7 separate regions of the Mus musculus genome follow, and all the other regions are linked to region 6. Evidence: chromatin contacts called from public ChIA-PET, Hi-C and HiChIP or PLAC-seq data. All regions are on one chromosome and are shown on one strand. The core of a region is the stretch at or near the end of the contact, and the rest is flanking DNA. Distances in the headings are between cores, read along the strand shown.

Region 1 (3,688 bases), core at 282-2,781, 620 kb before region 6:
TACTTAGGGTTATACGTATGTATGTATGTACATATGAGTGTGTGTGTGTGTGTGTGTGTGTGTGTGTACATTTGTGTCCCAGGATGGCCTCAAATCTAGTCATCTTCCTGCCTTGGCTCAAAAGTGCAGGAATTCATAAGTAAGATCTAAGGCTGGATATATGTTTTAGAATAATTCAGTTCAACCTTCACTTGAAACTCAAAAACTCTCTCCCACCTAAATTGTACATAAGTCTAATTAATATTCATTTTGTTGACTTTAAAAACTCCGTTAAAATTTCTGCCCCTGAATATGTGTTAGGAAGTAGGCTACAAATATTGCAAATGTTTCACATCTAAGCCTTAATAGATAAGTAGCCGAGACACCTCTGACTCATCCTAGCCGAAATAAAGGAGGGCTTTCTCTAGCTCCTCCCTCCTCCCCCATCTCCATCTCCCTAGCTTTTCTTTGCTGTTCCTCTCCTTCCCAAAATAGTCATCATCTTTCAAGATGCTTCTGCCAAGTTCTTCATGATTATCACCTTTGTCCTGTTTCCTTCTCTATGAAAGCAGGGTTTCTTGTCCACTGAATTTACTAATGTAGTCCAATATCTGTCCCCTAAGTAGGTACTTGGTCAGTATTACTGAACTCAGTTTAGTCATCTGATGGCCACATGAAGTGCATGGTTTTGGGGAGCTGAGTCCTTTGGTGAACTGATACCATCAAGGACCTGGTTCTTCAGCTCTAAACTTTGTGGTTTTTTTTGGTGTTGACTTACTCCTAAGTCATACTTCCTTTGCAGTTCCTAGCTGCCTCTTACTCTTTATCTTGTTAGTCAATATGGTAGAAGGGACATAGGGACTTTATCTTACATTCCAAACAAATAGCTTGAGACTAACTCCATTACAGCCACGATAGCATGAGGTACGTAATGTACTGATGGCTTACGATAACTGAGATACAATCACATGGAGCCCTGAACAGGAAAGAGAAACATAGAAAATACATGTTTACTTCACTCGTCGAGAACCAAGAGGAAGGTTGATGGTGATAAGCAACAAGAATCTCTTCCATTCTATCTTTATTTCAAGCAGTTAGGCACAAATATGGGTTATGCTCATTGGGCAAATATGAGATCTCCTAAGGATCAGAGAAGTCATCTCTTAAAAAGATTCAGGAAACCAACAGTATGCTGACCTCAAAGAAACTGGTGTCACTCTGCTTGTTCTGTTGGGGTGATTTTCTGGGGAGTTAAAAAACTAAGCAGCCATTCACTTCTTAGTTCTTTCTCTGTACAGAACACACCAGACATTGATACTTCTGTGTCTCTGGAGGCTTATTTCAAGTCCCAGAAACAAGCCCAGTGTCCTTAAGCTGTGGAATGGGGTGCCTCCCCTGCCCTTCCTCAGCCCTGTATTGCTCTTACTAACCTAGAAACAACCCCAATCGAATCCTCATTGGATTTGTAGCACAATGTCAGGGACAGCCTACATAAGAGGTAGGAGGTGATACTGTTTCCTAGGTTATACACTAAATAGCCAGAACACCAGCAAGTATCATTCCCTCTGCAGAACTGAGTGGGTAGCAACAGGAGTATAAAAATAAATTGTAAAAGACCTGTTCCCACTGCTCCTCAATCTTGTGCTTAGAGGCAACTACTATTAAAATGAGCCCGTTGGCTTCCAGTCACTCTTTCTATGTAAACACACGTGTACATGTTCTTGGTCTTTCTCACACACTTTGGAATTATTTTAAAGGACTATATTGTGAACATTATTCTCTGAGTCAAGGATTATCTTTCCTCCTTTTCCTGTCAGAGGCATATTGTACTTTAACACAGTATCTTTTTGCTGATAGAAGCCTCTTGGTTGTTGGGTGCTCTTACATGTATATCCATCTATATGTTTCAAAGTATATCTGAAAACTAAGTCCTACCATTTGTAATTGCTGGACCAAACTATATGCCTTGAAATTTTCAAACACTTGGTTCTGATTGCACTTCCACTCCTAAGGGTTGGTGTGAATATTTCCTAACTCTTTGGAGTTGAGTTAAAAAGACATGATTGTTAAATCTCCTTTTAGCATTCACAGATCCCAATTCTAAGATTCTCATCTCTTCTGCACGGTGGCTTCTTGAGGCTAATTTTTATTTTAGATTATTGAAATGAGCTCTCTATTTAGTAGTGAGTCAGAAAGAGAATGTCTGAAAATGAAAAGGAAAGTGCAACTGAAAACGATCACACACTTCCTGTAACTATCAAGAGGGGTAGTGGGTCATGCCAGTAATACCACTGCAATCCCAGTACTCAGAAGCGAGAGGTTCGGGATGGACTGATTTCACATCATAAAAAAAAGAGTGAAAGTGAAAGTTGGACTGAACAGGGTCAGTGAGCACAGGTGTTTGATCTGAAAGTGTAAGTTGCTATGGAGACACAGGAATTCTCTGTAATGAATGGGGGGGGTACATTAACCCCACCCGTAACCTTTGAATCAGTTTGTGTTATCAGCTGTTTGAGTCAGAGAAGAAAGATGGCTCAACCTGCCCAATCCTTAGCTGGAGATCCTACCAGGAAAATTCAGGGTGCTGCGGAAGTTTGTAGGTGAACAGCGTGGTGGGTTTCTCCCTTTGAGTGAAGGTTGAAGTCTAGTATTTACCTTGTTCGTAGTCTAGTTCTGGGAGCTAGTTCTCTGGAGTTATACCCAATGTATAAGAAATTGCTCTCACCTTGTTGTTTTGGGAAAGTCTTGCTAGATATTTCTGATTGGTCTGATAATATGTACCCCAAAGTTAAACTTGCAACAATCCTCCTGCCTCAGTGTTGAAGTTACTGGTTTATTTCATTTTGCCTAGGTTAGTTGGTTCTGATTTAATTGAAAGTTTCATGTGCATTTTCTTTTAAATTCAGCTGATGGTGTTGATATTTCTTTCTTTCTATGAATAGCTGATTCAGCCCTAAAGACACCACCGAATTCTATCAGAAATTCAGAAATGATTAAGATGTGGAGCCTTCCTAAGTGAAAGTCAGCAGACTATCTTAGAAAAGTTCATACAAGACAATTGCTGTAACTTCGCCTTAATAAAATGTTTGAACTTTTCTATTTAATTTAATGATATTTATGGAGCCTCACCCTCTGTTCCCAAAATATCTTAACTTTTATGAAATGAGAACTTGAAGAGGCTGTGTATGCCACAAAGTCTTGGGTAAGGAATATAAAAGTAGAAATGTTTTATTCAAACAGTATAGATAAAAACACTATAAACACACATCAAAATTTCTTCACTACAGAACTGGGTGTGGTGGTCATTTCTGAAATCTCAGCATTGGAAGACTGAGGTAGGCCTATCACTGAAATTTCATGGCCAGCCAGAGTGAGACTCTGTTGGAAAAAAAATGTTTTTTTCCTTCAAAATAAGACACTGAGAATAGCATCAGGGAAACTACGATGCTGTGCACATCCTTTCCTTTTGAGGTTGAAGGGTCTGAGCGAAAGTCCTGATTGCCACACTTCTTTCTCCAACATCAACTTGTAATATTGCCCAATTCAAACATATTACAATAAAGGAGTAATAATGCATCTTATTTTGTTACTATAAATTTTGCTGTTAATATAGTGATGTATTATATTTTATTATTATTATCTTCTAAAAGCCCATTCTTTTCTAAGGAGGGACAGAAAGGGAGTGGGTTCAGTGGGAGGGGAGGTGGGG
Region 2 (3,663 bases), core at 629-3,128, 590 kb before region 6:
TTAACATTACAGCTTTTTCATATGCTGCCATCTAAGGTCAGCTTAATTTTTTTATGACTGGAGCTGGTATTAGTCTGCTCTTCCCAGAGATCTTGACTGGTTTATTTCTTGCCATCTAGTGGAAGGCACCCTTGTACTGAATTTCTCTCTATAACCAAGGTGAGGACCCTAGCCCATCAACTAATGAAGGTCATTGACAAAGACTAAGGTCCTTTTTGGTGGGGTTGGAAGGGGAAGGAGTTGTTGCTTTGACTATTTGAGGCAGACTTTCACAGAGTAGCTCTGCTCACCTTCTAAATGAGGAATTAGCAGGGAGAACAACTTCTTGTTCTAGGCTAGCTAGGTGCCAGGAACCCTCTGTCAGATTCAGGGAAGTTCCCAGGTCTCTATCTGCCTTTGTGCTTTCAAAGCTGGGGTTTAGTGACACCCCAGTTGATTCCTTGGATGGTTAGCCCAGAACTACATCCACCAGGACTCACTGTAAGATCATTATCAGGAGACCCTCAACTTGGAAATGTTGGTGACATCAAAGCAAATCTTAGTTTTAAGAGGAAAAAAAAATAACTTTACTAGAGGTTACATTCACAGCCATTACTTTCTGCAGTATAATTCATGGTTAGTCTGGTATTTTTCCAGGGCAAAGAAACTCTTCTCTAAAGTACCTAATGTGCTATGCAGAAAGGGAAATTCCTTCCCGTCCTATGAGAGATGATATTGATTAATTTTTATTTTAGTTAGCTAAATGACTTTTTTTTCTGCAACATTAAGAGGAACTTATCCTTATGTGAATTTGTTCAGATTAGAAAATAAGAAAATGTTTACCATTTTGAATCCAGGATTCCACAATTCAATACCTCTTAAAGATGAAATAACCCCATGCTTTATTTTTAAAGGGCTTTAAAAATAAAGTTTTAGAAGTTATCAATGCCTATTTGGGAAATACATGATTTTCCTCTAATATACAATCATGACAAATGAAACAGTTTTTGTAGTTTCCAGACTGACGGCCAAGTCATCCCTGAGAGTATCCATGAATAAAACATGACAGTTCCAGTGGCAGAGTCTAAACAGGTTTTCCTGACTTCTACTTCAGTTCAGGGCTGGATTAAGGTCTCTAGACTTCTGGGAGTAAAATAGATGCTGCTGGCATGGAGACAAGATGTCTATGTTTTAGATTAAGATTTAGAACTCACCTGTTTGGAATCATTTGCTGTGGGTGCCATTTTTCTGCCTTCTTAGAGGGAGTCTCACAAAGGTTGTGGGGAGGTAGCTGGAAGACAGTAAAACTGATAGGGTTGGAGGGGTGACTTAGGGACCTTTGAAGTCAAGCTCAGATCCTGGTCTGGGGTAGATCCCATTAGTCATGACTTAGGGGTTACTCAGTTGTAGTGTTCCTCTGTTTAACAGTACAGTAGGGACACTGTGACTCTAGGCACAGCCTGGGCTAGGAAGGCCAGTGTTTTGCCCAGGAACTCTTTCTAATTCACAACTTGAAACTTGGCATCAGCAGCTTATAACTTGTTTTTTTTTTTTTTAATTTGGAGAATTAACATTAGACCATATCATGTTCATCTTGTAAGCATCGAAGGACCAGTTTTGTTTTGTCTTGTTTTGTTTTGTTTAGTTTCGTCCTTCTCTAGTACTTCAGTACAGCAATCAACTTAGAATCCTAGCAAGCTGGGTGCTTCCTAACATCCAGCAAGAGAGCCCTTGTGAGCACAACCTTGGTGTACAATGCATAAGTTTAAAAGCTGAGTTGTGAGGCAGAGTTTCTCCAAGAGCAGGTGGGTGTCTTCTGGCTTTGCACACAGTACTGCAGAACCCAGTGCACAACAGCAAAACCAAAAGCATGTGAGGAAGGCAGAGAGAGCACACAGCAGTTCCCCACCTCACACAGACCACAGCAGCAGGAAGCACAGATGATCTGCAGTCCCAGCAGAACCCACCATGGGACACGGCTTTTGTAAGGGATGCTGTGGGGTAGACTCTGCCCTGGATTCCACTTGACATTGGTTCTTTGAGAGAGGGCCACGCCTAGGAGAGATAATTGAGGACATACAATGAGGTCTGCTATCCTTTGCCTAGAGTCTAGGGCTAAGATGTAAGTCTGCTTTGCCATCTTTCAAAGTAGTAAACCACAGGTCGCCTACAAGGAAGGTTTATGACGCCCAGTCTGCCTCTGGTTACTAGTGTCAACCCCATATCCGCTCCAGCTATGGGATATGGAGGAACTGCCAGACATCTGCAACTGGTTTAGACTGGGTCTGAATTCCCCCAGGAAGTAAAGTGTGTGTCTGTGTGTGTGTTAGGGGAGAGGCAAGGCACTATCACCTATCAATTACCTAATTCCTGGAAAAAAAAAAACTGAGGAAGTGGGTGGCTTGTTGTTAAGGAACTTGGAGAAGGTGTTTCTGTTTTAGTGTACAGCATTTGGTTGTAAACCATGTTAAAAAAGAAAACACACTTTCCCTTAGCAACCATGTCTGGAGCTGCACTTAAGGCAGACAAGAAAACAGCTGGTTGCAATTTCCCTCGTTTTTTGCTGGACTTCTGTGTCGTTAAATATAAAGATGGTTCTGACTCCTACGGCGGGTGGGGGGAAGAGCCTGAAGTAGCAAAGGGAGGGAGGAGTTTTTGCACAGTGACCCAGTGTGGTGCAGAAGAGGACAATTTCACCAAGACACCACACACAAGGGTACTCTGGCAGAATTATGAACGCGCTATTGTAAACACTGCCTCCTCAGCCCCACTGCCAACACTCTTGGTTCTTAAAGGTCTAGAGTTAGAGGAAAATACCAGGCAGGAAGACTCAAGCCTGGAATCGCAGCACTTAGGAGACCAGGACAGGCAATGACTACTAGTTTGAGGCTAGCCGATGCTACATAGTAATTTCCAGACTCGTCTTAACTAAACAGAGTGAATATCTGTCTTAAACAATTGACTTCAAAACAAACAATCAAAAAACATAATCCAAGAAGAGCTTATAAAACCATGTCTTTCTGATTACTATATATTTATTTCTACAAGTCCACTTAAGTGTACAATTTGATAAGTTTTGGCAAATGTAGAAATGCAAGCAACCACCATAACAAATGAAGCATTTAAATATTACATCACTCTAAAAAATGTCTACATGTCTGCTTATTGTCACCTTGCCTTACAGCAGATACCAGGAAAATTATATGGTTTGCTATGTATCTTTTAGTGACTGGCCTCCTTTATACAACATAATATTTCCATTTAAAGTTAAAACCTGTAGAATAAATCTGAAAAAAACAAGACTGTTTTAAAGCGAGGGCCCAGCAAGATGGCTTTGCAGTGAATGGCAGGGCACTTGATGCTTTTGCAGAGGACTAGGATTTAATTCCAGGACATACATGGCTGCTTACAGTCATCCATAATTTTAGTTCCAAGGAATCTGGAGCCCTCTTCTGTCTTCTCTGTGTATCAGACGTGCATGTAGTACACAGACATACATGCAAACCAAACATTCATATACATAAAATAAGTCTAAATGTTAAAATCCCAGTCTTTGAGATAGCTCAATAGATATGGGCACTTATTCCTGACCTAGTGATTCCTGGGACACAGAGAGCAGAAGGAGAGAACCAATTTCTGAAAGTTGTCCTTTGAAATCTACACTCTGAAATCCTTCTCCTTACC
Region 3 (3,883 bases), core at 1,108-3,607, 770 kb before region 6:
ATGATTTAGGAAGACAGACAACATTGGCCTATGATCTCCAAATATGTGCACATACTTGTATGCACACCCATACACATGGACATATACATACACACAAATGGATGAGGACAGAGGTCTAACAGTGGGTCTTGTAATTTAAGAATATGTATTTAGTATAGGTTTCTGAGAGAAAGTAACATTTTAAAAAAGACTTAAAGCAGGTTGTTGGAGAGGAGACGTCACCTTCATGCCATGGGAACCTCCAAGGACCAGGTAAGTCATCCTGTTACTGAACAGAGAGAAGCTCAAATTAGGATGCTTAGATTACAGAGACTAGCAAACCAACCTAAGACACGAAATGAGAACACAAAAAGCAGGGAACATAGGTGACTGTCTTAAGCCTATGCAGGTGGACGGCCCAAACTGAATGAGTTCTGAGATATGCATTTCTAGTGTGATCTCCCCACTTAGCCCCCACCTTGGTTTTTTGCCATCGATAGTGAGGTTATAAGGACAAGTGTTGTGGGAAAATTAAAAAGGAACCCGCCAGCTCTCTGTGCTCCTGCTTCTCTCAATCTGACAACTCCCCAGCGGGGTCAGACTGGCAAGCTTCCCGAAATCCTGCTGCTGGGAACTCTCTGCAGCCAGCCCCCTGCAGCATCTGGTTCACTTATCCCTGGAGCCTCTAGTTCCCTTTCTGCCATCAGTGGTCACGCATTCCAGTAACCAAGTAAAGAAAAACTCTTGAATCGTATAATTAACCAATCACATTTATGTTATTAGTAAATTCTCAATTTACAGGATGCCAATACAATAATTTCAGAGCCAATTGATAATGATAAAGGCTTTATCCCAATTATTCTAACACACACACATATATGTATACGTATACATATATACACATATACATATGAATGATATATATGTATATATGATATATTTAATATGCATGTACATATGATATATTTAATACACACATACACACACATATGTATATGTATACATATATACACATATACACATATACATATGAATGATATATATGTATATATGATATGTTTGATATACATGTACATATGATATGTTTAATACTCACATACACACACACATATATATGTATATATCATATATATGGTTAAACCCAATTTTTCTGTAGTTGTTCTCAACCTATGGGGGTTGCATATTAGATATCGTACATATCAGGCAGTTACATTACAATACATAGCAGTAGCAAAATTACAGTTAAACTGTAGCAATGAAATCATTTCATGGTTTGAGGTCACCATAACATGAAGAACTGTATTAAAAGGTTGCAGCATTAGGAAGGTTGAGGACCACTGCTTTATAGTACATGTGTGCACGAATGTGTGCAAATCTGCTCACCTGTACATGTGGAGACCAGAAATTGATGCTGAGCATCTTCCTCTATGACTCTCCCATTTGTTCTTTGAGGCAGGGTTTGTCACTGATCCTGGAGCTCTGATATGGCTAGACTGCTTGGCCAGCAAGCCTGTGGCATCACCTATTTTTCTCCACACAAAGCTGAGGTTACAGACCTCACACCTGGCTTTTTATCTGGATATTGGGGATCTGAACTCAGGTTCCTCACGTTTATGCAGCAGACACTTTACCTGCTGAGCCCCCTGCCCCCCAGCCTTTCGATAACAAACATAGTTTGTTCTGTTTCTTAACTCATACATCTTGTGTACTCTTCCTTTAAAATGTCTTATGGCATACTTCCTCCATTTGACATGTTTTAGGATATTCATCCACCCTGTTATTTTCTCATCTTTTATAGTAGATTTGAATACTCTAAAATAATGTAATACAAACAGACAATACAAAGGTAAAAGAGTGAGCCATGGGGATATCAGAGGGCCGATCCCAGGAGCCAGAAGAAATAAATGAAGCATGTAGTGGGCACACTTCCAGGAATTAAAGACAGGTGATAGAGATGGGCTGGGGGAGGTGGTGGGTGGAGTTTAGTAGAACAGGTGCTCAGATTTTCCAGGCCCGATGGCCACTAGGGGAACTGCCATCTCAACAGTAACTCATCCTTTACTGAGTGATGCTGTCAATTTAGTTTTTCCACTCTCTAGGGACTACCCTTTACTCACAAACACGAGAGAAACCATAATCAAGCAGTGTCATGGAATCCAAGGGGAGTCAGGGTCAATTGTGTCAACTGTTCCTGAAATGATGTTGCTAAACAACAGGCAATTGGGAAGGTAAGAGTATGTTAGAAGGAAAGGCCATTTGAATTAACAGTAAAGATGTCACTGGTGACCTTCAAAGGACAGGTTTTGATGAAGCAGCCTGGGTAGTAGGTTGAGTGCTTGCTGGTGTTACAAAGGAAGCATGTGGGGAGAAAAAGGATGTCTTGCTTCCTCAGGCTGAGGTGACCTTTCACAGATCACTAGCTGAGGTGAGAATGCTTCTCCCCCTGGGAACTTGTGGCTCAGGCAATCAAGAACTTCCCAGCAGAGCCCCACAAACCCATTTCTCAAGCATCAGACTGCTGATTAAAATATTTCCAGCAAAGCCTACCAGATTCTTTGAAAGGCCTCTGAGGTTGCTCATTCAAGGGAATCCCTTTACTCACTGTTTGTTTGTATGAATGGAGGGAAACATAAATTAATAAATATATTTACTAAGAGATGATTTTAAAACTTAAAAATCCATAATTCTGAATCTAAAGATTATCTGCACCTATACCCACTTAACCCATTCACACTTCCACCTACCCACCTATTCACCCATTTACCATCCATCCATCCATCCATCCATCCATCCATCCTTCTGCCCATCCATCCATCCATCCATCCATCCATCCATCCATCCATCCATCCATCCTTCTGCCCATCCATCCATCCATCCATCCATCCATCCATTCATCTACCCATCCATCCATCTGCCCATCCATCCATCCATCCATCCATCCATCCATCTGCCTGTCTGACCATCTTGTGCTTCTTTATGACAAGAAACCTGAGGTAGTTAGTCCAGAAGAACTTTGGATTTCATTTCCCACCCCCAGTCTAGCACTCCATTCTCTCTGTCCTTATCCTGCTGGAAAACTTGCAAAAAGTGAATTTTTTTTTGTTGATCACCAATCTTGCTTCCCTGAACCAATGCAATTGATTTCTTTCTTTAGTCTTTAAAAGAGGTACCTCATCGAATTCTGTGTCCACCTGAAGTTTTTAGCCTAGGATTCAGAGCCAATCTCCTTAAATGTGTATTTTGCAATCTTATAGTTTATTCTTCACTAAAAATTCTGTACTCAGGTCTCAGACACACTTCCTTCAGCTCAAAACACCTGTACTTAATATATTTTATAGCATAACTGACAAATTTCTTTTCTTTTTTCTTACCCAGGAAAATATATTCAGTGACAAGGTGGTTTCCTATTTACCAAGTCTCCAACATCCCCAATATTCTGTTGCAAGTGTTAGAAGTTTCAGTGACTGTTGAATGAAGGAGCCCATTGGCTGGATGAATTCTGTTTTGACTTTTGTATTTGAGTCATATAATGATGGCTGCCTTCTAAGGAATCATCTTGTATTGGGTACTTAGCTGGTGGTGTCTCTGGTTTTCATGCTGTCGGCCTGTTCTTTTGTGGTTTATTGTTGCTAGGGGCCTCTTTTTGTTCTTTTCTCTACACTGTATTCTACCTAGGCAGACTAATCCTTAGTTATAAATGTAGCTTTCATTATAAGTTTACCTTTTCTCAAAGAGCTCTGACCTCCTGCCCTTTTGACCCAAAACTAGCTTCCTTCAAAATATCACCATTTAACTGTATCATGGGAACTCTAAATACAAAAGTTAGAGACCAGCAGAGTTTCAATTTAGTTGCCAAAGTGAGAAATATAGAAATTTCTCTAGATATTTTTTTTCTATTCACCTG
Region 4 (3,766 bases), core at 440-2,939, 650 kb before region 6:
TGAAGCAACACACACACATGCACACACACATATACACATACACACATACATGTGCAAACACGTGCACACACATGCACAAAGGTGCATGCGCACACACACATACACACAGACACACACATGCAATACACACACACACACACAGGTGTACACACACATACATACACACACACACACACATGCATACACATGTCATCTCTCTACAAACAACTTTTCTGTCTACTCATCATATGCTTCTCAACGTTCTTAGAGAATCTTTAAACATATGTACATTTTAGCATGATATATATTTAGTCACATGTCTATTACTCCACTTAACTATAATTTCCTTAAAGGTAAGGATTAAGGTTCTGTCTTTTATAAGTCCATGCGTACTACTAGTTCAACAACAGCACAGTGGTACAGGCAAAGCACTTGGCTAGTTATGGAAAGCATACAAATAAAACAATGTGTAAATTTCTTCACGTAGTAAGAAAGTAGTAACCTGGAGTAGTGAATTTACACACGCAGGGCTTTAGTTAGGATCATCAGTGTTTTTCCACAGACCCAGTGTTAGCTGCTTAGTCCCTGAGCAGCACCATTGATCACTGAGCCTCTGTGATGTGACGCGTAGTAGGAAGCCATAAGATCACTGAGGATATAGACCGTGCTCCCCTTTCTCTGCCTTTCCTTTCTGGATGGTGAAGGGAGTGGTTTTGCTCGGTTGTACACTCCAGCCACCACTTGATACTTCCACAGTCCCAAAGCAATAGTGAGAACTAAATGTGGCCAAAGCCACAAAAGCTGTGAGCCAGGACAACTTTTCTCTTTGTGAGTTAATTGCCTCAGGGGTGTCACTAGAGTGAGATCTGACTAATGCAGCCAGGCACCAACATACAGGAATGTCACCCATAATACATGAAAACTTCCACGTGGAAAACAACCTCTTTCAAGGCAGGCATATATCTTCTGAGTCTGTAGGACTGCGAACGTGAGATTTTTTATTTCCTTGGGTATATTCTCTGACTCCAGACATCAGGCATATTCCGTGACTCAAGATTTTGTTTGGTTTTGCTTTTTAGGTTTTCTTGATAAAATCACTTTCTCTTTCCAAAGTTCTAACAGTTCTGACAATGGACATAGCTTTTCACAGAAGCTTAAGCATTTTGACTACCTAGGGTGGCATGGACTAGTGTTCTGGCAGGCATTCAGACTACAAAATTCAGTGGTTTTGCCACCATACATGTATAATGTTATGTAAATGAGACTCCAAGAGGGAAAATGTAGAGAAGTGCAGGACAGGGCTTTGTAGCATGTAATTTTTGCTACCCTGCTTTAAGCTCTGGGTGGACTGTGTTATCAGCCCCACCCAGGTTCTCTTGGATCCTCGGATGAAACACACACACACACACACACACGCTTATTTTTCAACCTGCCTTATTGGCTCAGTTGCTGGGTGCTTCTAATCTCCCATGGCTAGATTGCCTTTTCCAATACTCTTAGCACCCTAAATCTGCCCTCAGCTTTAGTTCCTACCCCAGGCCCAGTTGGGGAAGTAGCTAATGGCCACTTCACCCTAGATCTCACATGGCTGATGGCCTTTTCTCCCTCTGAAGCATGGCAAAATCTCTCTTCCTCTCATTGCATATCTTTAGCTTCTACTGCAGGGGACATGGAAGTCCCGCCTCTTTCCTTCTGCCCAGCAATTGGCCCCTGGCATCTTTATTGATAGATCAAGAACCAATTGGGAAACAGGATTTTACCACCAAGAGCCACTCCCTACAGGACTTAAAGAGAAAATCACTGTGAGAGAACGACATCAATCAGACAAGCTGAGTAGTACACACTGGAACACAGTGAATCAATTAGGTCAGCCTCCTTGATGATACAAATTAGCAAGGCCTGTTTGTGAACAGTAGAGATTGTTAGAATTCTTTCAAATCAGAAAATTGAACTAACTCTTGTAATGCATGCGCTCTCTCTCTGTCTCTGTCTCTGTCTCTCTCGCTCTGTCTCTCTCTCTCTCTCTCTCTCTCTCTCTCTCTCTCTCTCTCTCTCTCTCTCTCTCTCTCTCTCTCTCTCTCTCTCTCTCTCTCTCTCTCTCTCGATAAGGTCTTTTACTGAACTCAGAGCTTACCAACTGGATAGACAGGTCAGGCAGCAAGAGACCTCCTGTCTCTACCAACCAGTTTTCAGATTACAACTGAGGTCCTCATGCTGGTATAACAAACATTTAACAGAGCAAACCATCTGACAAGGCAGATTTTTATTCTTATAAGTAGGCAAGTTTAGGAAATACTAAATGGGTTCATTTTAACTCCTGATATCAAATTTAGTCCTAAAAGTTTCACAAATCCCTCTACTTACAATCCCAGCTTCCCCATACTGATGCCCACAGAGTTTACTCTCTCTTTTTTCACCAATCCTTCTCTCTCAGGATCCCTCTTTTCCTCTACTTCCTTCCCCTCCCCCCCCCTCTTTTCTTTCCTCCTTTCAAATTCCTGCCCCCTCTTTGTCCAGAATTCGCTCAGTTCAGTGTTTTATGAGGAGTCCGGGGAGTCCTGCCCTGCAAGTGGAGGTAAAGGCAGCAGAAGCCACAGGTGCTGCAGGTCACTACTTGATGTCACTCATGAATTTACGAACATACAGAGGTGATTTCGGTATATTACCTAACTATATCACCAGGTGAGTTTGTTTGCTTTTTACATGCTGATCAAATAAAGTCGGATCATAAAGCCGAGCTGTTCAATTCCCTTCAGAAAGTCCCTAGTCCTTCCACTTGGGAATTTTGAATCTGAAAAGTTCGAGCATTTTCTATGTGATTTTCTTTCTAAAAATACAACTTGCGTGAAGCCTGGTACTATTTTCACTTTGTGCACTCAGCATGATAAGCAGCACCTGGGGAAGTGTTGCTTGTATCAACTCTAACCTTAGGCCTCTGTTGCTCTGAGCAGTACTCTTGGCATTTTCAGAGAGACTCCTTCCTGGTCCTGACCGTTCTGTTGCCTCTTAAGGTTTAAACATATGGGTTGAAGGTAAGTACATTGTATTATCTAGGTGCCAGGCACTCTATTTGTTGCATGATCAGCATATGGATTTGTGCCTCTACCTGAAATAGGTTGTTAAAAAATAAATATGCAACCACACATAACAGCTGATACTGAAGAAATATTTGGATGAGATGAAGACGTCACTCATCCCTGACCATCTCATACATGCTGAAGATAGAACAGAGTATTAAGAGGGACATGATACCCCATGCAGTACTTAAAATTCCTGTGACTATAGTATGGACTTGTCTGCTGAATAGTAGGATATCTGAAGGAAAAGACCTTGCTTTGACAGATCATTAATATTTCTTAGCACAAGGTGGCACACAATAAGTGTGTGTAAATGTTTATGAAACTTGACTCTAACTAAGACATGCCTCTGGTTAATTTTGAACCCCACACTAGAATAATCCATCCTTGTTGTAGTTGAAAAAAAATGTACTCTCTTCCACCATGTCCTATTAGGAAAAAGTGATAACAAGCACTTTGTTAAGTAGGTTTTCCAAAAAAACATTATGCAGTTCGTTTCTTGTAAAGCCTTTTGTCTGTCACCTGTGTGTCTTTTCCTAATATGGTCAGTAATGCATTTAACAGATTTGATTTGGCTTTACTCTTTGTTAATTCCTCTAGAATGTCCCATTTTCACTATCATAAGTTGCTCATTTCTTATTGGGAGCTGTGGTTCATTGAGATGGGGAGTTCCTTTATGGCTAGTAATACTTTGGAATCCCCAGGGATGG
Region 5 (3,914 bases), core at 928-3,427, 600 kb after region 6:
TCAGTTACCATTTTTAAGTGAAACTACAGCTCAGAAATGCTAGGAACCTGGAGTGTCACAACAGACCCCAGCCAGAGCCAGCTTTAGAATCCATGTGTGGTAGGTACCCGGGATTACCAGTTTCCTTTGTCAGGGCCCTACAGACCTGCTCAGGTGTACTGGCCGGTTCTGTGTCAACTTGACAGAGCTAGAGTCAACAGAGATAAGGGAGCCTCATTGAGAAAATGACTCCGTAAGATTCAGCTGTTCAGCTTGTTCTTAATTAGTGATCAATGCGGAAGGGTCCAGCCCACTATGGAAGGTTTCATCTGTAGTAGCTTTGAAGGGAAAGGTTTCCCCTACAGAAGCGTTTCAGCTCTTCCAACAGGAGGAGGTTTACCAAGCAAAAGGTATTATAGCTCTCCTTGGAGAGGTATCCTGGCAGTAGGAAGCCAAGGAATGCCACAGTCATACCACACAACAAACCTCACACGAGAGATTTATTGGGAGGAAAAGACCAGAAGACTGCCAATACTGGGGATAGAAGCAACCAAGTACTGAGCAGAACTCAAGCTTTATATATGGCTTCTTGGGGTGGGGATGGGGTGGGTGGGGAGGCGGGGAGATTTCCAGGGTGAGAATTGGTGGGGTTTCAGTTCCTAGTCTTGAGCTCAGGGATTGGTGGGGTTTCCTGTTCAGGGATCAATGAGATGTGTGTGTGTGTGTGTGTGTGTGTGTGTGTGTGTGTGTGTGTGTGTGTATGCTCAGGGATGGGGTTTTTGTGCTCAGGGATTGGTGGGCTCTTGTTTCTTGGCCCTGGTCTTGGGATCAAGTCAGGGTCAAAGTGCCCCCCCACCCTTTGGCCCTTTTACCCTACTCCATCCCTAGGCTGGTGGTTCTGGATTCTACAGACAGCAGGCTGAACGGACCATGACTAGCAAACCAGTGAGCAGCACCCCCCACAGCCTCTGCATCAGCTTCCGCCTCCAGGATCCTGCCTTGTCTGAGTTCCTGTCCTGGCCTCCTTTGATGATGAACAGTGCTATGGAAACATAAGCCAAATAAACCCTTTCTTCCTCGAGTTGCTTCGGTCATGGTGAAATGTTCTTTAATTTCTCTCTCAGCTCACAGAACTTTAGTTTCCTGTATAGAAGGCTCATACCTTTTCTTAGATTGTTAGATCTTTGTTATTTCTTAGTATCATTATAAATGGGTTATATATATATATATATATATATATATATATATATATATACACAGCTGGGCATGGTGGAGGCTGCAAAATCAAAAGTTTGAGCTTATCCTTGGCCCACACAGTGAGTTTGATGCCAGTCTGAACTACACTGTTACAAATAAATGAAACCAGGGTTGGGCAGATGCTCAGTGGATAAAGCGCGAGCTTGCCTAGAGGAAGCTGCCTGGCTAGAACCGCAAGCTCCGGCCGGTTCAGTCTGGACCATTGCCTCGGTAAAAACAGTGGAGAATAGTAGAGGAAGATACTGACATCAGCTTTGGGTCTTTATGTGCATATGCATGCACATGCGTGGATGTGTAAACATAAGCATGCACACAGCACTGAAACGGGATTGCTTGTGCATGCGCACACGCGCGCGCACACACACACACACACACACACACTCAAAGCCGACAACCAGATTTTGTTTTCTGTGGGAATGGTGACACAGACCTGTAATCCAGCCTTCAGGAGGTTGAGACAGGAGTACCTAGAGTTTGCATCCCTTCTGGGCTACAGAGTAAGAACTTATCAAAACAAATAAAAAACAACACCAAATAGAACACCTGCAGTGTACATTATAGTAACTGGTTTCTGGTAAGCGGAAATATTGCTCTTTTTTCCTTGTAATTTATCTTATACAAAAAATCGTATTAAACTGCAGACATTGAGGGAGCAGAATGGGACCCTGGGTAGTTAACTATTTTTCTTTAAAAAATGAAATAAAAAAGAATGTAGTATTTTAGCCACCAGATATAATATTTTAAAATGATAAATGTTATTGTTTGTGTCAATATTAATTGCCAGTTATGAGAATGGCAATGGGATTTATTTTAAAAAAAACAAAACAAAAGAAAACAAAACAAAAAAACCTAATTGAACAGCACGGCTAAGTCCCTACATCTCCAGGAGGTGGCGGCAGTGAGCTACTAGGACGATAGTTCAGTCCGTTTTCAGCGGCTGAGTCTGGTCATCTTCATTCCCTGAATTAGCTTGCTACCCTTTCCGGTAGACACGATCCTCACTGAGGCTGCCCAGTATAAGGGCTTCTGCTCCCCTAATTTTGATCTAGCTGGGCTACAATGCTCAGAGAGGGTCCCCTCAATTTACCCAGAGGGGATCCTTAGCTTCCCACGACTGACAAAAGGATTCGTCTCAAACTCAACTCACCGCCTGTAATGTACGAGCAGACAGGCAGGTGCACACTGTCCAATTATCTTTGCCTCTTCTGCTGCTGTGGCTTAAATGTCAGCAGTTTCTCGGGGAGAGGAAGGCAGGATTAGGGTCGGACCTCCCTTCCTGTATTATGGGCAGTTGTTCACCTTCTCATAGACAAAGCCCTTGGTTCTTGTCCACCTGAGTTGGAAGGCAAGTTTCCTGACAGGCCCTGGGCCTTGTCTCAGGGTTTCCTCCCAGGAATCTCTGTGAATCGTCAGTGGAATTGCAGTAAATGTTAAAGCAAACAAACAAAAATTCCCTGTAAATGCTGGGAAGACCGGAGCCGCCTGTGGACACTGAGTGTTCTACCTCTATCATTTCGATTGCTTCAATCCCTCTTTTGTTTGTTAGTGTTTGTGACAGGGTCTGCGTATATACTCCTACATGGTCTAGAACTAACACTGTAGCCTAGGTTGGCCTCAACCCCCCCCCCCCAAGTTCTGAAGTTATAAACATGAGTTACCACATCCAGCTGATAACCCCTTTTGAGTGACCATAATAAGGGGATACATAAAGCTTAAAATATAAACCACATCAGGAAGATCTAAGCAACAACTTATGACAAATTGACATGTGTACAATGAAATACATAACTGTAGTAAATCACATAGGTTACTGTCCAAATGACTGCAGATGATATTCAAGATAAAAACGCTCTATGGGTTTGCCTGATCTCGGTTGAGGTTCCCTCCTCTCAGATGACACTAGCTAGTGTCAAGGTGACATTAAAAACTAACCAGGACACAGCAATCCTGGTAGACAGCACTGTGTGCTCAGAACAGTTTCATTTAATTTCTCCATTTAATTGTCTGTCAACTTAGAAGCCTCTTGATCCTACATGCATGGGACAATCTCTACGCTATCTATTCTGGTTGTGGAACTATTTGTCCATACTTAAATCATTAACACACTTAAATGTAACTTTAGTTCATAGTAAGACTCAATGCTGGCTGCAGGTGGGTGCCTATGAGTTTGAGACCAGCCTGGTCTACAGAGTGAGTTCCAGGGCAACCAGGACTGTTACACAGAGAAACCCTGTCTCGGAGAAGAAAGGGAAGGAAGGAAGGAAGGAAGGAAGGAAGGAAGGAAAAGGGAGGGAGGGAGGGAGGGAGAGAGAGTGAGAGGGAGAGAGAAGACCTAAGTGGAATGAGTCCACCCCATCCATTCTTCTTTGTTCAGGCTCTTCTAGGTTAACTACATTTTCAAACAAAAGTTAAAATCAACTTGAGAATTCTCTCTCTCTCTCTCTCTCTCTCTCTCTCTCTCTCTCCTTTAGAAGTGTGGTTTTGTTGTAGTAGGTGTGGCCCGAGTCACAGTGGAGGTGATCTTAAAAGCTCAAGTCTGGCCAGGGTGTTTCAGTCTCTCCTGCTGCCTGTGGATCAAGATGTAAGAACTCTTTAAAGAAAAAAAAAAATTTATATGAGTACACTGTAGCTGTATGGAGCCTTGATGTGGTTGTTGGAAATTGAATTTTTAGGACCTC
Region 6 (3,596 bases), core at 915-3,414:
GCCTCAGTCACACTTGGGAGAGAGAAGAAAGTAATCACAAGAGAGGAGGGAGGGAGGGAGGGACCTGGGAGGGAAAGTGGACCTGGCAGGGGTGAAGGGGAGAACTGTGGGGAGAGGGGAACCTGATCTGGTATTGGGTGAGGGAAAAGGACTGAAGCCCTGAGGGCCACCAGAAAGAATGGAAACAGGTAACCTTGGGAGGTAAAAGGTAGGGGGGGACCCTCCAGAATGCACCAGAGACCTGGGAGGCGAGAGACTCTCAGGACTCAAAGGAAGGGACCTTAGATGAAATGCCGGACAGTAGGGAGAGGGAACTTATAGAGCCCACCTCCAGCAGGAAGACAGGACATCAAGTGAGGGATGGGGTTGCATCCTACAGTCACAACTCTGACCCATAATTGTTCCTGTCTGAAAGAATTACAGGGATAGAAATGGAGAGGAACCTGAAGAAAAGAAGGCCCAGAGACAGACCCAAAGTGGAATCCAGCTCAAGGGGAGGCCCCAAGGCCTGACACTGTTACTGAGGCTATGAAGGGCTCACAAAAAGGGGCCTAGCATGACTGCCCTCAGAAAGACCCAACAAGCAGCTAAAAGAATCAGATGCAGATATTTGCACCCAACCAATGGACAGAAGAGTTGAGCCCAGTTGTTGAATTAGGGGTAGACTGATGGAAGCTGAGGAGAAGGGTAGGAGGACCAACAGTCTCAGTCTGGACCCCGAGATCTTTCAGACATTGGACCACCAAACAGTCAGCGTACACCAGCTGATATGAGGCCCCCAACACATATACAGCAGAGGACTGCTGGGTTGGTGTTCATTCGGAGATGATGCATCTAACCCTCAAGAGACTGGAGGCCCCAGGGAGTTTAGAGTTCAGGTGGGGTGAGGGATGGGGGCATCCACATGGAGACAGGGGGTGGGGAGCAAGTATGAGATGTGGAGCAGTTGGAGGATGGGGGGAGGAATAAAATATGGAGTGTAAAAAAATAAATTAATTAATAAAAAAGAAAAATCAACATGCAAATCAAAAAAATAAATAAAATTTTTAAAAAAACGATTCTTGCTAGCAAATGTTATTGGCAGAAACCTACCATTGACATACAAATAGATAAGATTTTCGTTTACAGTTTTTTGAAAAGTTATTGTTAAACCAGAAAGTGTGTATTGGTTAGAAATACCACTTGAATCATAGAGTAAAGTAATTCACAGTGTGGATCAGCACCACTAGAAAAACATTTCTTTTTAATCCAGTTTTTATTTCACTCCAAAGTGCATATTCACTCTATTACTTCTGGGAGTATTTGTTTAAAAGGAAATCTTTTTTAAAAGAAATATTTATTTTAGATAAATAGAACATCTAATATAACATAATACTAACAGAAACATTTATTTTAGAAATAAAAAGATGGGGCAAAGAGATAAATTAAGGATTTCAACACACTTCAGAAGAGATCCAGAAAAAAAGGACAGTACTTGGGAAGGGAGCAAGCATACTTCAGACTGCATGTCCTTGTTTCCCACAGCCAGTTGACTGCTTCTGGGTGTGTCCTCAAGGCTCTGCCTTTGCCTGGAAGAAACTGCCCCTAAGCTGTGGTCTCACTGACTGAGGAATGCCAGGTCACTCCTCTTCGTAGCCTCTGGCATCAACTGGGGCAACTCAGGCAGGACCAACTGGAGGTGCCCCACCCCCAGATCCTCAGCACCTGAGTGGGATTGGCCCCACCTTCTGCATCAAGTCAGCATGCAGCCTCTGACACAGTTACTCCCTCATCCCTGCCGGTATTGACCCTCAGAGCATTTACCAGTTAATTAAACCACTGCCCAGAAGTCTCCATTTCAGAATTGTTTCCGGGGACCCAACCAAAGACACTTGGCTTCAAAAATGATCCTAACAGTTACTTAGCGGTATTTTATAGATAGATTATTTGCTGGCCAATTGGCAATGAAGACCCCCTCAAAGAAGTGTGAGAACTGATAGCAGTATGCTATAGGGGTCAAGTGGCAAACTCCCCTAGCCATGGGATTGCTACAGAAAGGAATGTGCTGTTGGGGGCATCTGAGAAGTGTCACGGGCATGAGTGTCATAAGGACTGTAGAATGGGGGTTGGGGCGCAGCTGACTAATGCACAGCTCCGGCTTCACCGTAGAAGTCACCAGAGTTCAAACTGACACTTGAGTGTGCATGTGGCAGAGAGGAAGTGAGAGCCGTTACAAAAGAGCAAAACAGTCAGAGGAAGCTTCGCTTACCGAAGTCCCGATGCAGAAACTGCCGGGCAGTTAGAGGAAGTTCGAACTGGCAGTAAATCTAAGAGTAGAAAAAGGTGTTGCTTCATAGAGACGTAGAAGCGGCCATCGTCCAAGTCACCACTGCGATGGGGTTGGGGGCGTTATATCTTAAGCACAAGGACAAACTCTGAAAGACACTCCAGGGTGAGAGTTAACTTTAAAACAAAACTCTTTGGCTGTTCACGAACAGCCTTCACACAGCTTCCCCGAGGCTGCCACAGGACTTATTTCAAAGGCACAAAGACCTCATGAAGCTGCCTCTGGACACAGAGTAGCTGAGTAAGTCAAGCTACTCCACATGGGAAAGTCAAGTCCATCTCCACACACTGACGATATCTACAAAGCAATCGGTGCCCTCTACCTTAAGATCTCAACACGGAAATACTTCAATTCTTCAGTAACGGGTACTGCATGGACTGTGTCCCTGCTCAACCTACCAGTGTATGGAACTCAGAAAACAGCATCCGATAAACGAATGTTGTCATGTTGAATAACAGAGTAAATACCCTCTCCAGAGGAGATGCCCCACGGGGACTGTAGCAAATTGCTCCAGACTTGTTAAAACCTTGATTAAATGATAAGTAGGTACATTGGCTCAAAGATGATGGGGTAAGTAATAGATAGAGGTCAAAGCAGCTTGTGTCACCATGGTAGGTAGGAAGGGGGAACTCTCAGACCGTGCACATAGGTGGAAACCCTCAAGGAACTGGTGCTAGGGTCTCTTCTGGTTCAAGTGGTAACCTCTGCTGTTAAAAAGTTCTTCCCAAGAAAAAAAGCTGGCCCAATTTCACACTGGTCACTGAGCCCCATTTTTGCACTTCCTGTTCTGTTTTCCGATGAAGGGATTCCGGTGTTCTGTTTACATGCAAGCCATGTCGGATGTGAACCTAACGTGAGTAGCAGTCCTTGATTCTAGCTGTGACCCTGTAAGTGAGCCTGCCGCCTCTTGACTGACAGATCCTAGAGCTCTGTCCGAGCACCACCTAAGTGCCTAGATGGGAAAGGCCCACTCGAGCCCACTCATCTCTTCTCTGTCTACGCTGCTGAGAATCAAAAATCAATTTCACTTTGGAACTGCAGACGATCCCATGTTGAGGGGGTCCTGCACAGGTGAACCTCTGCCCTCTGGCGTGTTTCTTATGAGAACATTGCAGAAGCCTGGAAGGACAGCCAGACTTGGGAGTATGAGCAGAGAGTGACATCCAGTGGCCGATGGGTCACATTTCTGCTGTGCTAGGCACTCCATTTCTGAGAATGTTGGAGCTGATGCTTAGCCCCAGAAGCTGATGCCCGCCCCTGTCCTCATAAG
Region 7 (3,612 bases), core at 184-2,683, 680 kb before region 6:
TATTGCAGTACTGGGCCAAACATGTTTGACTCTAATCTGAAAATCTCAAACCCTCGAATCTGACTTGACTTGGGAGCATGTAGATTTCTGATTAGGGATGCTGATATGGTCAAGACTCTGAAGCCTAAAATGATATTGATTCTAAGCACCTCACAGAAGGGATATTTAATCCTCCGTGACTGATGACAAGATAATGAACTTAAACAAAACAATGTCAACTGGGAACAAAAAGCAAGGCCTGGAACTCCAAGATCCATCAGGATCATGAATAGGAACTGATGTTTTCTTACCAGGTCCACTGTCCTTCAGGGTCACCAGGGGTACAAAGTGCTGGCTGTCATAGCCTAGGACGATGGGATATCTGTAACACTCCTGGGCAGGCCAGTGAAGAGGCAGATAAATCCCACCCACTTTCAAAGGAGCAAAATTGGAACCAGATTCCAAACTTCTTAGCATTTTGTCTGTTGATGGAAAGAGACAACAAGATAAGACCCCAGGTGACTTTTGTGATGCTCCCTCCACTGTAGGCTGACAGCTGCAGGGGGGCTCAGTTTCTCCTCAGAGCTGAAACTCACCCAGGGAACCTAGAAACTCTCTGAGGCACCTCACCTGAAATGACAATGATGGGTCTTCTGAGGATGTTGCTGAGGACAAATATGTGGATTTCTTCCAGGGAATTGTACTGAAGTCCACTTCGGGCTGCAGGTGTGTCTGCTGATGCCATTTTGACCAAGTTGTCCCATTCGTCATTCCAGTTCTAAGGGGAGAGAACATAGGAGGGATGGATTAACAACTCACTCAGAGGCCGCTCACTCGGCATCTGTCTGCTGTAGAAACTCCATTCACGCTTCTTCATCAAAAGAATGTTCATCCTCGGCCCCAATTTTGGTTTGGTTCCTTTACTTTTCTCAACTGCTGGGCAAGCTCAAAACTGATGGGAGGGAGATACAGACAGCATTTGCTTTCATAACAATCCCCCACTGGGGGTGCTGAGGCTAGCTCAGTTGGAAGAGTTGCTCAGTTGGAAGAATGCTTGCCTAACAAGCATGGTCTTGGGTTTGATTCCCCCACCTAAAATCACATGGCGATGCATGCCTGCAATCCCAGCACTGTGGTGGTAGAGGCAGAAAGATCATTTTCTGCTACATAACAAGTTCAAAGCCAGCCTGAGCTACATGATACCCTAGCTCAAAAACAAACAGAACATCCACGACCCTGAAGCTCTGCTTCCATTGGTTCAGAACCATTCCCAGCTTGTGGCTGAAGATTACGAGGTACATTCTCCCCAGTACTGGTTGGCTCAGCTAAGCCAGGAAACTCTGGGAAGTTCTCAAGAGGAGGTTGGAAGACATAGAATCGCCTACCTAGGAATCAGCTGTCCAGATTTAGCTCAGAGAGTGGTTAAAGCCCGGGTTAAACCCACAGAAGGTTCTTGGTGTTTTCCACTGAGTGGGCAATGCTTAAGTCGACTCATATGACTTAGTAAGTCATATGTTCCTCAGGGAACAGGGACTGGCCGAGAGTAGCCTTTGTCCACCACAGATAGGGCTGCCACACAAAAGCAAAACATACCCGAGTGTCGTAGCAAAGTCCTGTTTCCACAAATTCCTGAGATTTCAGAGATTCCAGCTGCCAGCGGAATTTAAAGTTCCGAGTGTCTGTCTCCTTAAGGGTGCTGCAGAGGGCCTTCCTCAGGACCAGGTCAGTATCCTGAACACCCCACATGTACTGACAAGCTGCATGCATGAGGCAGTTTCCATCACCTGAGGACAGAAGGAGCTGTGAGGAGCAAGGTTAAGCAGCCCAAAGCAAATGCCCTTCCAAGGTTATCAGGAGACACTAAGACCATTGCTGGGGACTGTAAAGTTGATTTTTAACCAGCTGATAACATTCTATAAGGAAGCTTTTCATTCTTCTATGTAGTGCCTGGTGCCAGCAGTGGGAGGTGCCAACCAGCCTCCACTGTAGCATGGCTCTGCACCTAACTGGTCTGTATGATATGGGAACATCCCTGAAAGTCTTTTCTTGTGTACTTGTGGGATGAGGGCACCAGCTTATGAACACTACAGTCCTTTCTTCCTGGTAATCTTTGGTTTGCTGGCTAAGGCCTTGATACCACTATTCTCTAGTTCTACGGAAGCTTTGCCGTCCAAGGCATTATATACACCAGGAAACCACTGTGGCTCGGCCTACTTGATAGGGCTGGTCTGACTATGACTCAGTGGTACGTGACATGCCCATTCCACTTTAGCTGTGGGGACCTGGGATTTTCCTCTCCTAGCTTATAAAGTAGGAATGACAGTACCAAATAATGCAGGCCCTGCCCCAGCCTCCAGTGCATTCTGAGGAATCTCAGGCCAGGGCTCTCTACCAGTGAGCTACATCCAGTCCCAGACTGCATTCCTTTTCATGCCCCAAAGAGTAAACATTTGGGGAAACCATTTAGTATAAAACTAGTCCGCTCTTCATTCTTGTTTGGAAAGTATTACATAATTTTAATTTTTAAAAAGTTTAAAGTGTGTGTGTGTGTATTTAATACTATTCAGTCAGTAAGGCAATAAAGCTATTTGAAATTCCATCATATTCTAAATATAGTAAACAACCTGTCAAATCCATATTCAGGGTCACTGCTCCTTCATCGTGCATGCTTCAAACAGTTTCCCAAACTACTGAACAGAAAAGATCACTAGAGCCTAGTGTCTAGGCCGATGTGTGGCAAGGGCTACATTCTGTTGAAATTTCCCCTTTGCAAAATCTAGAGCAAAGATAAGGCTATTTTTTTTTTCTCTTCTTCTTCTTGGGCTTACTTTCAGTTCTTTATTGAGATGCACCAGTATAAAATTCCCTAAGTAACATGTGGAATTCCCCAGTGCGAAGATATTTGACTAGCAATTGAGCAACAGTTGTTGTACGTTTTGTTCTGGTGTGTAGACATTTAAACTGTGAACTGCACCCTGGACTTTCCAAGTGGGTGTGGTCAGGCTGAGCTGGAACGGGCTACTCACTATACAAGTGAAATTGCCGCGGCCAATAGACGCTGGAATTTTCATGAAGTTTCAATTTTATGCCACCTACTCCCTTCCTCATCTACCACAGTCTCAGATCCTCAAATGCAGACGTGTGAACCCCCCTACCCCCTCCCCCCCTCCCCAAACAGGCCGGCCTTTGAAGAAAGCCTCCTGGAGGGGAGGGGTTTTTAAAAGGAAAGAAAAGATGCTAATAATAATCAAATGGGAAGAAAGCCACTTGTTTCCCCCCACCCCCCCCCCCTTAAAAAATACTTGCTTTCTTTTTCATAACTTTTCTTCAAAGAAATTAGAATTCCTTGGCCCAACAAGTTACCAAAATACCTTTGGTTTTGTAGTGTGAATCCTTGCTGATTCAAAGGCCAAGGAAGTGTTTAGCATTTACATGGCATTTTCTTTCTACAGGAAATTAGATATTTCCTCTGTTAAGGAAATACTATATAATGTCTGCTAATTCTATGAGTGGCAAATAAAATAAGGCTTTTCTTCTCTCTACCCCATTTCTAATTCTCTCAGCTCCATCTCTCCTTTTGTAACAAAATGGGACGTGGTAAAAACCACAAACTGTCAAGTCTATAAGCCCCTT

Evidence for each region. Hi-C and Micro-C count contacts between places; a contact is called where the count stands out from the background. ChIA-PET counts read pairs in DNA pulled down with a chosen protein or histone mark. HiChIP or PLAC-seq counts read pairs in DNA pulled down with a chosen protein or histone mark.
Region 1: a contact with region 6 is called in an H3K27ac HiChIP or PLAC-seq map of microglia, with 4 times the contacts expected there. The contact joins two enhancer-like sites. A contact is called at or near these places in 1 of 484 Hi-C or Micro-C datasets (the HPC-7 cell line), 7 of 115 datasets of contacts at active chromatin or transcription factors (acute myeloid leukemia, bone marrow-derived macrophages, double positive thymocytes and 4 more) and 1 of 9 other capture datasets (macrophages).
Region 2: an RNA polymerase II ChIA-PET map of memory CD8 T cells shows a contact between it and region 6, with 9 read pairs. The contact joins two enhancer-like sites. A contact is called at or near these places in 2 of 484 Hi-C or Micro-C datasets (CD4 T cells and double positive thymocytes) and 2 of 115 datasets of contacts at active chromatin or transcription factors (double positive thymocytes and memory CD8 T cells).
Region 3: a contact with region 6 is called in a Hi-C map of regulatory T cells, with 3 times the contacts expected there. The contact joins two enhancer-like sites. A contact is called at or near these places in 1 of 39 promoter capture datasets (the C10 cell line), 3 of 15 datasets of contacts at CTCF or cohesin (embryonic stem cells, large pre-B cells and pro-B cells), 83 of 484 Hi-C or Micro-C datasets (the AML12 cell line, the AtT-20 cell line, B cells and 48 more) and 10 of 115 datasets of contacts at active chromatin or transcription factors (DN3 thymocytes, T-cell acute lymphoblastic leukemia, Th17 cells and 7 more).
Region 4: a contact with region 6 is called in an H3K4me3 HiChIP or PLAC-seq map of the 230-238 cell line, with 4 times the contacts expected there. The contact joins two enhancer-like sites. A contact is called at or near these places in 1 of 484 Hi-C or Micro-C datasets (CD4 T cells) and 2 of 115 datasets of contacts at active chromatin or transcription factors (the 230-238 cell line and bone marrow-derived macrophages).
Region 5: a contact with region 6 is called in an H3K27ac HiChIP or PLAC-seq map of large pre-B cells, with 2.6 times the contacts expected there. The contact joins two enhancer-like sites. A contact is called at or near these places in 2 of 15 datasets of contacts at CTCF or cohesin (embryonic stem cells and large pre-B cells), 6 of 484 Hi-C or Micro-C datasets (the G1E-ER4 cell line and embryonic stem cells), 2 of 115 datasets of contacts at active chromatin or transcription factors (embryonic stem cells and large pre-B cells) and 1 of 9 other capture datasets (embryonic stem cells).
Region 7: an H3K4me3 HiChIP or PLAC-seq map of bone marrow-derived macrophages shows a contact between it and region 6, with 5 times the contacts expected there. The contact joins two enhancer-like sites. A contact is called at or near these places in 14 of 39 promoter capture datasets (the 3T3-L1 cell line, 3T3-L1-derived adipocytes, the C10 cell line and 10 more), 2 of 15 datasets of contacts at CTCF or cohesin (large pre-B cells and thymocytes), 14 of 484 Hi-C or Micro-C datasets (B cells, the C10 cell line, CD4 T cells and 9 more), 15 of 115 datasets of contacts at active chromatin or transcription factors (the 230-238 cell line, DN3 thymocytes, astrocytes and 11 more) and 4 of 9 other capture datasets (adipose tissue, bone marrow-derived macrophages, embryonic stem cells and 1 more).

What each region holds. Positions count from the first base shown.
Region 1 is chr10:19,066,285-19,069,972 of GRCm38.p6, forward strand. Gm51814 (predicted gene, 51814) reads left to right here. Exons shown (of 4, transcript NR_168594.1): 4 at 2,922-3,075. Among named protein-coding and RNA genes, the nearest start is that of Gm51814, 5.4 kb to the left of the region's middle. Within about 2 kb of position 1,532, at least 55 of the 459 cell types and tissues checked have an H3K27ac peak or open chromatin away from gene starts, as enhancers often do. A contact at or near this core is called in the HPC-7 cell line, bone marrow-derived macrophages, double positive thymocytes and 2 more, where this site is marked.
Region 2 is chr10:19,102,888-19,106,550 of GRCm38.p6, forward strand. It overlaps the pseudogene Tpi-rs5. Among named protein-coding and RNA genes, the nearest start is that of 1700124M09Rik, 18 kb to the left of the region's middle. Within about 2 kb of position 1,879, at least 98 of the 459 cell types and tissues checked have an H3K27ac peak or open chromatin away from gene starts, as enhancers often do. A contact at or near this core is called in double positive thymocytes and memory CD8 T cells, where this site is marked.
Region 3 is chr10:18,921,279-18,925,161 of GRCm38.p6, forward strand. No RefSeq gene overlaps it. Among named protein-coding and RNA genes, the nearest start is that of Perp, 78 kb to the left of the region's middle. Within about 2 kb of position 2,358, at least 15 of the 459 cell types and tissues checked have an H3K27ac peak or open chromatin away from gene starts, as enhancers often do. A contact at or near this core is called in CD8 T cells, Th1 cells, Th17 cells and 3 more, where this site is marked.
Region 4 is chr10:19,042,387-19,046,152 of GRCm38.p6, forward strand. No RefSeq gene overlaps it. Among named protein-coding and RNA genes, the nearest start is that of Gm51814, 19 kb to the right of the region's middle. Within about 2 kb of position 1,690, at least 133 of the 459 cell types and tissues checked have an H3K27ac peak or open chromatin away from gene starts, as enhancers often do. A contact at or near this core is called in the 230-238 cell line and bone marrow-derived macrophages, where this site is marked.
Region 5 is chr10:20,288,429-20,292,342 of GRCm38.p6, forward strand. No RefSeq gene overlaps it. Among named protein-coding and RNA genes, the nearest start is that of Gm48249, 3.7 kb to the left of the region's middle. Within about 2 kb of position 2,178, at least 66 of the 459 cell types and tissues checked have an H3K27ac peak or open chromatin away from gene starts, as enhancers often do.
Region 6 is chr10:19,689,802-19,693,397 of GRCm38.p6, forward strand. All of the region lies in intron 1 of Gm33332 (a long non-coding RNA gene), which reads right to left. Among named protein-coding and RNA genes, the nearest start is that of Il20ra, 21 kb to the right of the region's middle. Within about 2 kb of position 2,165, at least 128 of the 459 cell types and tissues checked have an H3K27ac peak or open chromatin away from gene starts, as enhancers often do. A contact at or near this core is called in the 230-238 cell line, CD8 T cells, the HPC-7 cell line and 9 more, where this site is marked.
Region 7 is chr10:19,006,573-19,010,184 of GRCm38.p6, forward strand. Tnfaip3 (tumor necrosis factor, alpha-induced protein 3) reads right to left here. Exons shown (of 9, transcript NM_009397.3): 3 at 1,573-1,763; 4 at 610-757; 5 at 291-461. Among named protein-coding and RNA genes, the nearest start is that of Tnfaip3, 7.0 kb to the right of the region's middle. Within about 2 kb of position 1,434, at least 84 of the 459 cell types and tissues checked have an H3K27ac peak or open chromatin away from gene starts, as enhancers often do. A contact at or near this core is called in Th2 cells, adipose tissue, bone marrow-derived macrophages and 2 more, where this site is marked.